Regions from separate parts of the Mus musculus genome. Here region 2 is linked to region 1. Evidence: chromatin contacts called from public Hi-C data. All regions are on one chromosome and are shown on one strand. The core of a region is the stretch at or near the end of the contact, and the rest is flanking DNA. Distances in the headings are between cores, read along the strand shown.

Region 1 (4,471 bases), core at 660-3,159:
CTGCAGCCCTGCCTTCTTCCTACCCACATAGACCTTTTTATTAACATGTATTGGCATATGTTCTTCATACACCATAACAGATTTCACATTCTTCTTCTATATGTCTATCACCCATGTATGGCTAACCCTTTCTTACTCCTGGCTGGATGTTATGGTACATGGATCCTCTATGATAGAAGTTATGAACCGGCAGGAGGCTCAGCGGTTAAGAGCACTGACTGCTCTTCCAGAAGTCTTAAGAGATCTTAAGTTCAATTCCCAACAACCACATGGTGGCTCACAACCATCTGTGATGGGATCTGATGCCCTCTTCTGGAGAGAATGACAATGAACTCGTTATATATATATGGAGAGAGAGAGAGAGAGAGGGAGAGAGAGAGAGAGAGAGAGGAGAGAGAGGAGAGAGAGAACTGGCAGAAACTTGGATAAAGTTCAAGATTCCTATCTTCTAGATTGTTCTGTTTCACACAGCAGAAGGACAGTCTGTGTTGTATACATTAAGGGTTAATTTTGGAGCCCTTGGCTATATCTTCCAATAGTAAATAAAGCAATAGTCTAGGAGTAGATCACTCATCGGGTAAAAGGCTCTTGCTGCCAAGCCTGAGGACCTGAGTTCAATCCCCGAGAACCACAGGGTGAAAGGAGAGAATTAGCTCCACAGATTGTCCTCTGACCGCTACATGTAAACCATCGCACACTCACATCCACAGGAATACATACATACATATGTACACACATACATGCACACTCATACACGCTCACACACAGACACCCAAATAAATGTAATTCTTTCTAAGAAGAGAGTACCACAAAGATTTACCTAAGTTGGTACACCCCTGAATGCCTCCTGCATGTAATATGTAGAGAGCTACCATACACCTGCGTTATTAACTATGATTCTAATGGCAGGTCCTTCCTGGATTTGAAAACATCTATTTTGCCCACTCAAGTTGGTACACATATGCAGCCATGCTCAGGATCTATAAACATTGGGACTTCAACATCAAGGACAAATACACCCTCAGCAAACGGCTGTCTTTCAGCAGTTATCCAGGTAAGTAAACTTAGAGCAAGATCTGCGTAAACTTTTTCAAAATGAAACATTGGTAATCCGAAGTTAGCTGGAAGAGAAACGAACTGTCTGCAGGTGGGGTACAGTCTGATTTTAGAGTCTCATTTAACAGGATGACACAAAGGGGGTTTACAGAGTCGCCGAGCAGAAAGTGCTTTGCAAATGCCAGTAGATGCATCGGAATTTATCTCCGATGCCAATAGAGCACTTACGTCTCTGCTTCCCGGGCTGTGCCGTGCTAGCAGATGGACTCGGCAGGCCCTGCTTTCAGTAGCTCCGGTTCCCTCGTTCACAGTGCTGTGCCCACTTCTTCACCTGATGTGTGACAATTCGTACTTTTGCTAATGGAGGATTGTGTGTAGACTTTTAGCTCTTGTACAGCAGTCGGGAGAGCCAGGAATCACAAATAATTAACAGTATCCCTGGACATGTTAGGCTCTGTCTTAGCTACGTTTCCTGTTGCTATAACAAAACACCCTGACGGCTGAAGGGAGAGAGGGCTTCTCTTGGCTCGCACTTAAGGGTGTGGAAATCCTTGAGACAAGAGCTTGAGGCAGCTGGTCACAAGTGTCCATAGACAGGAAACAGAGAGAGATGGGTGCTCCTGTTAACCTCCCTTTCTTCTGTTTATCCAGTCCGTGAGCCAAGACCAGGAAGTAGGGCCACCTGCATTTAGGGTGGGTCTTCCCACCCCCATTAGCCTAGTAAGACAGTCCTTCATGGGCTTAACCAGACAGAGGCTAACCTAATCTAGACAATCCCTCTCATAGGTGTGGCCAGACTTCCCAGGTGTCTCCTGGGTGACTGGGTTTCCTATCAAATTGGTGATCAATATTAACCATGATAGCCGTAAACACTTAGCAAGCATAGGGAGGAGCCCAAAGAGGGAGGACACCCCAGTCGCTTGATGGGGAAGGCGAGGCTGACAATGGCAGTGAACTGTGACTGAGATTCAAACAGTAGATAGGATGGGAGGTCTGAGAGGAGGGCTTGCAAAAGCCCATGCCTAAAGGAGACCTGTGGGGATTGACAGTGAACTAAGGGTGGTGACAGGGACATAGGGCAGAGGGACACAACTTTCCTGAACATTGGACTTGTTGAGAGGGGCAGCTGCGTAGCTCCCATTGACTGATGGGGGTGGGGCAGGAATGTGGAGCCACTATTTCCAGAGCTAACTTCTTGAGAATAGAATATAGATTTAAGGCTAGGCACAGTGGCACATGCCTTTAGTCCCACCATTTGGGAGGCACAGGCAGGCAGGTCCTTGGGATTTTTGAGGCAAACTCAGACTAGGTAGAATTCCATGCCAGCTGGGACTACGTAATGAAACTTTGTGTCAGAAAGGCGGGGTGGGGGGGGGAGGAGGAAGGGAGGGAGGAAGGAAGGGAGGGAGGGAGGGAGGGAGGAAGGAAGGAAGGAAGGAAGGAAGGAAGGAAGGAAGGAAGGAAGGAAGGAAAGGGGGCGAGAAAGACAGAGACAGAGAGAGAAGAAAGAAAAGCAGAAAGAAGGAAGGATGGAGCTGATGGTACAGTTCGGCTGGTAAAGGAGCCCGCTGGGAGCCTCAGGGCCTGAGTTTGACCCCCAGATCCTCATCCTAGAAGAATTAGCTTCTGTAAATTGTCCTATGACCTCTACATGTGTCCTATATACCATATGCTCCCACATACAATAAATAAATTCAAATGTAATTTTAAATACTAAATACGGTCAGTGCTACTGTTATGGAGTGGAATGTAAATATCTGTTTTCCAACGGTCTTAGGCAACCCTAGTGAAAGGGTCATGTGATCCGCAAAGGGGTCGTTACTCACAGGGTTTGCACTTCTCTTCTATAATAAAGGCCGCCTCCTTTAGAGGTTGCAGAGCTTTGGACAAGTATTCTCTTGAAGTGTCATCACCTATAGAGACACGTTTATGCAGCTCAGTGGAAGGTAATGAATCTCTTGCAAAGCCAGGTTTGTCCTGTGAGCAACCTCAGGGGGCAGGAGCATGTGAGGAACCGCCTATCACATAAAAGTGGGGCCCATTGGGCGAGCTGGCTGGAAATGGAGCCGAGAGTTCACGTTCTATAACACTGTCCATGCCTCCCTTCGCCCTCCCACCCACACGCCAGTTAAAGAAGGGAGATGGGATTTCCCTGAGAACAAGGTCAACAGGTGACCTTGGGAAGTCAGACTTTTAGCACAGGCTCTGTAATAAAAGTTGTTCCGAATCATTTCACCAGTGTGACAGCTAGGACGCAAGCTTGCTGCAAAGAAGACAGTAAGGGACAGCTGAGGGAGTTTACACTCCTGTACCATGCAGCAGGTGGAAGTCCTAAAACTCCTTATATTGAGTGGGAGTGTGTGTATGCGCACATGTGCATGTGTGTGTGCATGCGTGTGTGTGTGTGTGTGTGTGTGTGTGTGTGTAGGGAAGCTAGAGAAGACGTCCCGGGCAAAGAGATGGGTAGGAGGCTTATGCTATCCCAGCCAGTCTTGGCCAAGAGATCTAGAAATTTTCTAGAAAGCAATTTCTTCTATGCTAGACACAGATCAGGAATAAGATGTCTGGCATAGTCCACCTGGTTAGTCACAGGGTGATTGAAGGAGACTTCAGTCATTGTAAGGAAGGTCTTTCAAAGATGAAGAGGTATGAAGAGGTATGTGTATGGGCAGGGTGAGACAGCCCAGAGCTCGGGTTCGTGTTGAGGTCAGCAGTACCTGGCCGGCACGCCTTGCTATATCTTCTCAGGACGTTGCATGGTAACCTCTAAAGGCCATCAGAACAACTTAATGACGTAACTAGTAATTAATGGAATTAGTCCTTCAAGTGCTGTTTATAAAGATTACATCTGAAGCTGGGCGCAGTGGTGCTTGCCCGTAATCTTAGCACTGGGGAGGTGGAGGGAACAAGCTTAGGAGTTCAGGGCAGCACGGGCTATATTAGGCCTTACCACAAAACGGCAGAACATTATCAACCAGGTCGCTGTAAACAATGGATTCATAGCAATTGACTTGAGCACGTGCATTCATTTAAGTATATGGTTATGTAGCTTCACATACAGTGTTAATTAGTTTTCCACCACTATAATGAAATGCCTGGCCAGGCATAGTGGCACATATCTTTAATCCTAACACTCAAGAGGCAGAGATTGGCAGAGCTCTGTGAGTTCCAGGCCAGCTAGGGACTCTCTTTCTTAAAAATAGATAGATAGATAGATAGATAGATAGATAGATAGATAGATAGATAGATAGATAGATAGATAGATACATAGATACATAGATACATAGATACATAGATACACAGATAGATACATAGATACATAGAAACATAGATACATAGACACATAGATATATAGATACATAGATGAATGGATGATAGACAGACAGACAGGAAAAAGTGAAATGCCTGATGTTCT
Region 2 (4,526 bases), core at 1,325-3,824, 220 kb before region 1:
AAAGGTTAAAAAACATCAACACCCTGTGTGCTTTGTTTATCCAATATCCTTCAAGTGACAAATCTGCAGGGGCAATGGGAAAACAGTTATTTCTAGAGATTAGGGGTGGCAGGGAGGAGAGAGAAGCCATGACTCCTAGAGGTCACAAGGTCACGATTAGGTTTATGTAGTGATATGTAGTTTTCCATTTTTCTTATATTTTATTTATTTGTCTATTTATTTGTGTGTGAGAGAGAGGGTGTTCTGCCTGCTTGCAAGTCTACGCAGCACATGTGTACCTTTTGTCTGTGGAGACTGGATGAGGATATAAGACCCCCTGTAGCTGGAGTTACAGTTCACTGTGAGCTGCCGTGTGGGTGCTGGGAGTCAAACCCAGCTCCTCTGTGAGGGTGGCAAACCGTCTTACCCACTGAGCCATCTCTCCAGCCCCTGGATTTACATCTTTATAGTGGCCGAGTGCGTCTCCTAAAGGCTCTGCAAGTGATGAAAGGCGACAGACGTGCACACGTTCCATTCCACCAGAATCTGTCTCCTGGCTGTCATACTGTGTCATGGTTCATGAGACACAGCTACAGGAAAGAACTGTGTGTGGCAGAGCACACAGGCTTCACTGTGCCGGGTCAAATCCATGGCCAGTTCAAATTGCTGTTAGGTTAAAGGTAAGTTTAAGACTTACAGAGCCGCTGGCTGTGGCGACAAACACCTTTAATCAGAGCACTCAGGGAGCAGGGGCAGCATATCTCTGTAACACTGAGGCCAGTCTACACAAACTGTTCCAGGCTAGCCAAGGCTACAGAGTTAGACTCGGTCACAAAGAAGGGGGGAGGGAGGAAGAAGAAAAGAAGGGAAGAAAGAGAAAAATGAACCACAGAGTAAAATCTTATTTAAAAGCCATTTTTAAAGTCCATTAAGAAACTGGCTGAGTTTCACCTCCTCGCGGTACATTCTCTATGCTTGCCCTTGCCTAATCCTCGCTAGTTCCGATGTCTCCACCTATGCACCTATTCTGATCCTGAGCAGCTAGTCAATTTTGTCAAGTATTAGGTATTAGTGGGAAACAGTAAACATGGCTTTATCTTAAGTTTGGAGCTCTTGAGCACATCTGTAATCCCAGCACTCCTGAGACAGGGACAGAGAATCAAGAATTCAAGGCAAGTTCGAGCTACACACACACACACACACACACACACACACACACACACACACACACACATTAATAGTAAATGTTACAGTGCTGGCTGCTGATGCAGCTGCATTGGTCGAGTGCTTGTCTAGCATAAAGGCCTGGCAGTCTGACCCCCCAGTACCATAGAAACAGGTTATGATGGCTTACCCCTGCTATTCCAGTACCCAGGAGATAGAGACAGAGGATCAAAGATTGAGTGTCAGCCTCAGTTCCATATTGAGTTCAAAACCAGCCTCGGATATATGAGACACTATCTTGAAAAAAACCCTTGAAAAATTAATCATTAGGGCTGGAAAGACGGCTCTGCTGGGAAGGCACTGGCCATGCAGCTCACAGGAACTCATCAGGCAGAGCAACAACAGAACAAACGCAGCACGCGCCTGCAGTCCTAGTATGGGGACGCAGACACGGGGCTTCTCAATCCACTACCAAATCTGTGAGCTCCAGGTTCACTGAAAGCCCGGATCAAAAACTAAGGTGGAGAGTGAGGGGTAGGAAGACACTCAAGTTGAACACACACACAAGCACACACACACACACACACACTTGTGAGAAACAAACAAATAAATAAATAAAACATTAATGGGAAACAAACAGTATACAAAGTCTTGTGATTTCACTTCTGCTCTGTGTGTGTGTGTGTGTGTGTGTGTGTGTGTGTGTGTGTGTGTTGTGGGTATAAAGCCAAAATGTAAATCAAAATAGTGGCTTTCTCCAAGCAATCATTTTGAATAATTAGCGTTCCTTCTTTTATGCTTCTATGACTTGGGAAACTTCAGACAGACCAATATTTAACGTGGTAAAAAGAAAGCAGGACCACAATTCCCAAGAACGGAATTTGGTTCTTGTCACAGTTAGATAAGAGGCAGGGAACATAAACAACGTCTGCGAGCCAGCAGACTCTGAAAGGTCGGGAGTAGTGGAAGGACAGCCAGACTTGAGCAGGAAATGTGGTTAACAGTGGAAAGTCGGACTTAACTCCTGCCTGCGGGCCTCATTGCAGATTACAATAGATAGAAAACCTGAAGCTCTCAAAAGAAATAAACATTCAAAGCTGTGACTCCAACAGCCCCCGTCTCTGAACGGGGATGTTTCAAACACACCGTGGAGAGGCAGCAAAGAACACACAACATTAAAAGCCTGTGCTGCTGGAGGGCAATCATTCCAGGGCAGGGCTATCAGCACTGCCAGATGAGCCTGACACAGGTCCACCTTAAGATCGCATCTCCCCAGCTGCGCTTCATGTGCCACTGCAGTGGCTCACAGGGAAAGCCTGGGGCTGCAGATAATGGGACTTGGCCCGAGTACTCCTGGAGCATGCCTTTTCTTGTCGATCTGGGAAAGGCAAGGCTGAACTGCACAGCCTGACCCTGAACAGACCCTTGGCATTCCCCTGCATGCCGACTAGACAGAGAGACGGTTTTTGCCTTCTTTACACTGAAAACCATTCTGTGCCGCGCACATCTGGCCCTTTCGCGGAGACTTCAACACTGCAAAGGCGCTAGACTTCTACCTTGGAGGAAACTGTCGGTTGTTGAGGTTGTTGATATTCAACAGAAGTCACAGTTGCGGCAGGAGCAGAACCTCAGACACAGCCGGAAAAGAAAATGCCAAAGGAGGACTCTAGAGCGTATTCTGGGACGAGGCTTTCAGAATAAAGAAGTGTTGCTGACACAAACCACCAAGCTGCCCACTGACCAGTAGATCTAAGAGAACGTGTCTACCAAGTGCTACAGACAGGAGGATGGCGCTGTGGCTTCCAGGAGGGCAGCTCACCCTGCTGCTACTGCTCTGGGTCCAGCAGACACCCGCGGGGAGCACTGAGGTAGGGGCTATCGAAAAGTTGGTCTCTCATGATCAACGATGCACCAACAGGCTATTCACCTGGGGGCCACCTAATTGCTAAGAACTTAGCCACTGGCAATCTAAGAATAAACAATGTTAGTAAAGAGTGACAGGGAAAATTGCTATAAAAATTAAAAATTTTTAAGTCATAAATCTGGCATAATTGATGTGAGTGCCATTGAGTTATTTTCCCGATTCTTTTAAGTATTAAAGCAATGATTCCACCGGGGCAATAATGTAGACTAACCTGTTTAACTCAAAACCGCTTTATACAGATAGCACACATTTGGAGTATCCTAATTTTAAATATCTATAAACTAAAAATAAGCTAATGATAATGGGTGACACAGGAAACATTTGAGATCTGGAGACATGTTAAAAATGTGTCAGAGTTCATTTTGATATTTGACAGAATGTGATTCTTGGCTTGGATTAATGGAAGCTTGTTTTAAAATCTGGTGCACTGGTTCACATCATCCAATCAGTCTGTAAAATTGACTCTAGATTGTATGTAACTAGACAGCATGACATCATAAATCACACGGTTAAAATACCAAACCGTGTGTTCTCTAGCTCCGCCCCCAACAACGCTGGCCTTGGGCAGAATCTTGCCTTTTGGTGAGTGCTGCTCATGAGAAAAGCATCGTTGTTTTGCCCAGAAATGGTTGAGTGTAGGTGATGCTGATACAGTTCTCACTAACGAGCTGACCGAAGCCAGGGAGCCTCCTTTCGGCACCCTCTAGACAACATTCAACTGTTTCCCCACCTCCAAGAGGGGTGTACTTTCCAGCCCCTCGCTCACCAAGAGGAGGTGCTCCCAGGCACGGCCCCACTGCTCCCCTGAAACGCTGTTTCTCGAGCTTTGGAAGCGCAGCTGCATGCACGGGTTCTGCCCTGCTCTCCACCCTGGAGCCTGGCTAGTCTTATGTCTGTGGCATAAGTGCTTCTCCCCCAAGACAAGCTGTTACCTGAGAGGTCTCAGTCCTGCACTGCCAGTAGCTGGAGAGACAAGTCTGACAGGCTCTGGAATTTACTCTTAGTCCAACTTTCCACCAGATCCAGAGGTGTGTGTGCACCCGGGGGCTAATTGAGGAAGAAGGTGACACTTCAGCTTCCTTGTTTGCTTTAGGTTTTTTCCCCTCCTTTTTGTCCTAGAATCTAAGTCAGCAAGAAGGTTTTTATTTACAGAAGTCTCTCTTGGAAAACCTAACGCTAGATGTACGATAGGGTGGCTGGAAAGATGGCTTGGTGGTTAACGGGGCTTGATGCACAAGGGTGAGGACCTGAGTTCGGGTCCCCAGAATGCACATAAAACCCAGGAGTGGAGGAATGCACATCTGGAAGCCTAGCTTGGGCAGTGAGAAAAAGTTGCAGAGACGGGCCGATCCCTGTTGCTCCAGAGATCACTAGCCAACCACTCAGCTAAACTGCAAAGCTCTTGGCTTAGGGCATGACCTTGTCTCAAAAAATAAAGTGGAGAGTAATGGAGCAAGAC

The links. A called contact is a pair of places that touch in the nucleus more often than the background predicts.
Region 2: a Hi-C map of the C10 cell line shows a contact between it and region 1, with 2.2 times the contacts expected there. The contact joins the promoter of Art4 here to the enhancer-like site in region 1. A contact is called at or near these places in 8 of 39 promoter capture datasets (the C10 cell line, embryonic stem cells, hippocampal neurons and 3 more), 16 of 484 Hi-C or Micro-C datasets (the C10 cell line, CD4 T cells, CD8 T cells and 8 more) and 1 of 115 datasets of contacts at active chromatin or transcription factors (large pre-B cells).

What each region holds. Positions count from the first base shown.
Region 1 is chr6:136,631,014-136,635,484 of GRCm38.p6, reverse strand. Plbd1 (phospholipase B domain containing 1) reads left to right here. Exons shown (of 11, transcript NM_025806.2): 6 at 910-1,054. The region is part of intron 1 of Gm40409 (a long non-coding RNA gene); the gene reads right to left. Among named protein-coding and RNA genes, the nearest start is that of Gm40409, 3.1 kb to the right of the region's middle. Within about 2 kb of position 1,909, at least 3 of the 459 cell types and tissues checked have an H3K27ac peak or open chromatin away from gene starts, as enhancers often do.
Region 2 is chr6:136,855,648-136,860,173 of GRCm38.p6, reverse strand. Art4 (ADP-ribosyltransferase 4) reads left to right here and starts at 2,574. Exons shown (of 3, transcript NM_026639.2): 1 at 2,574-3,011. The coding sequence starts at 2,931.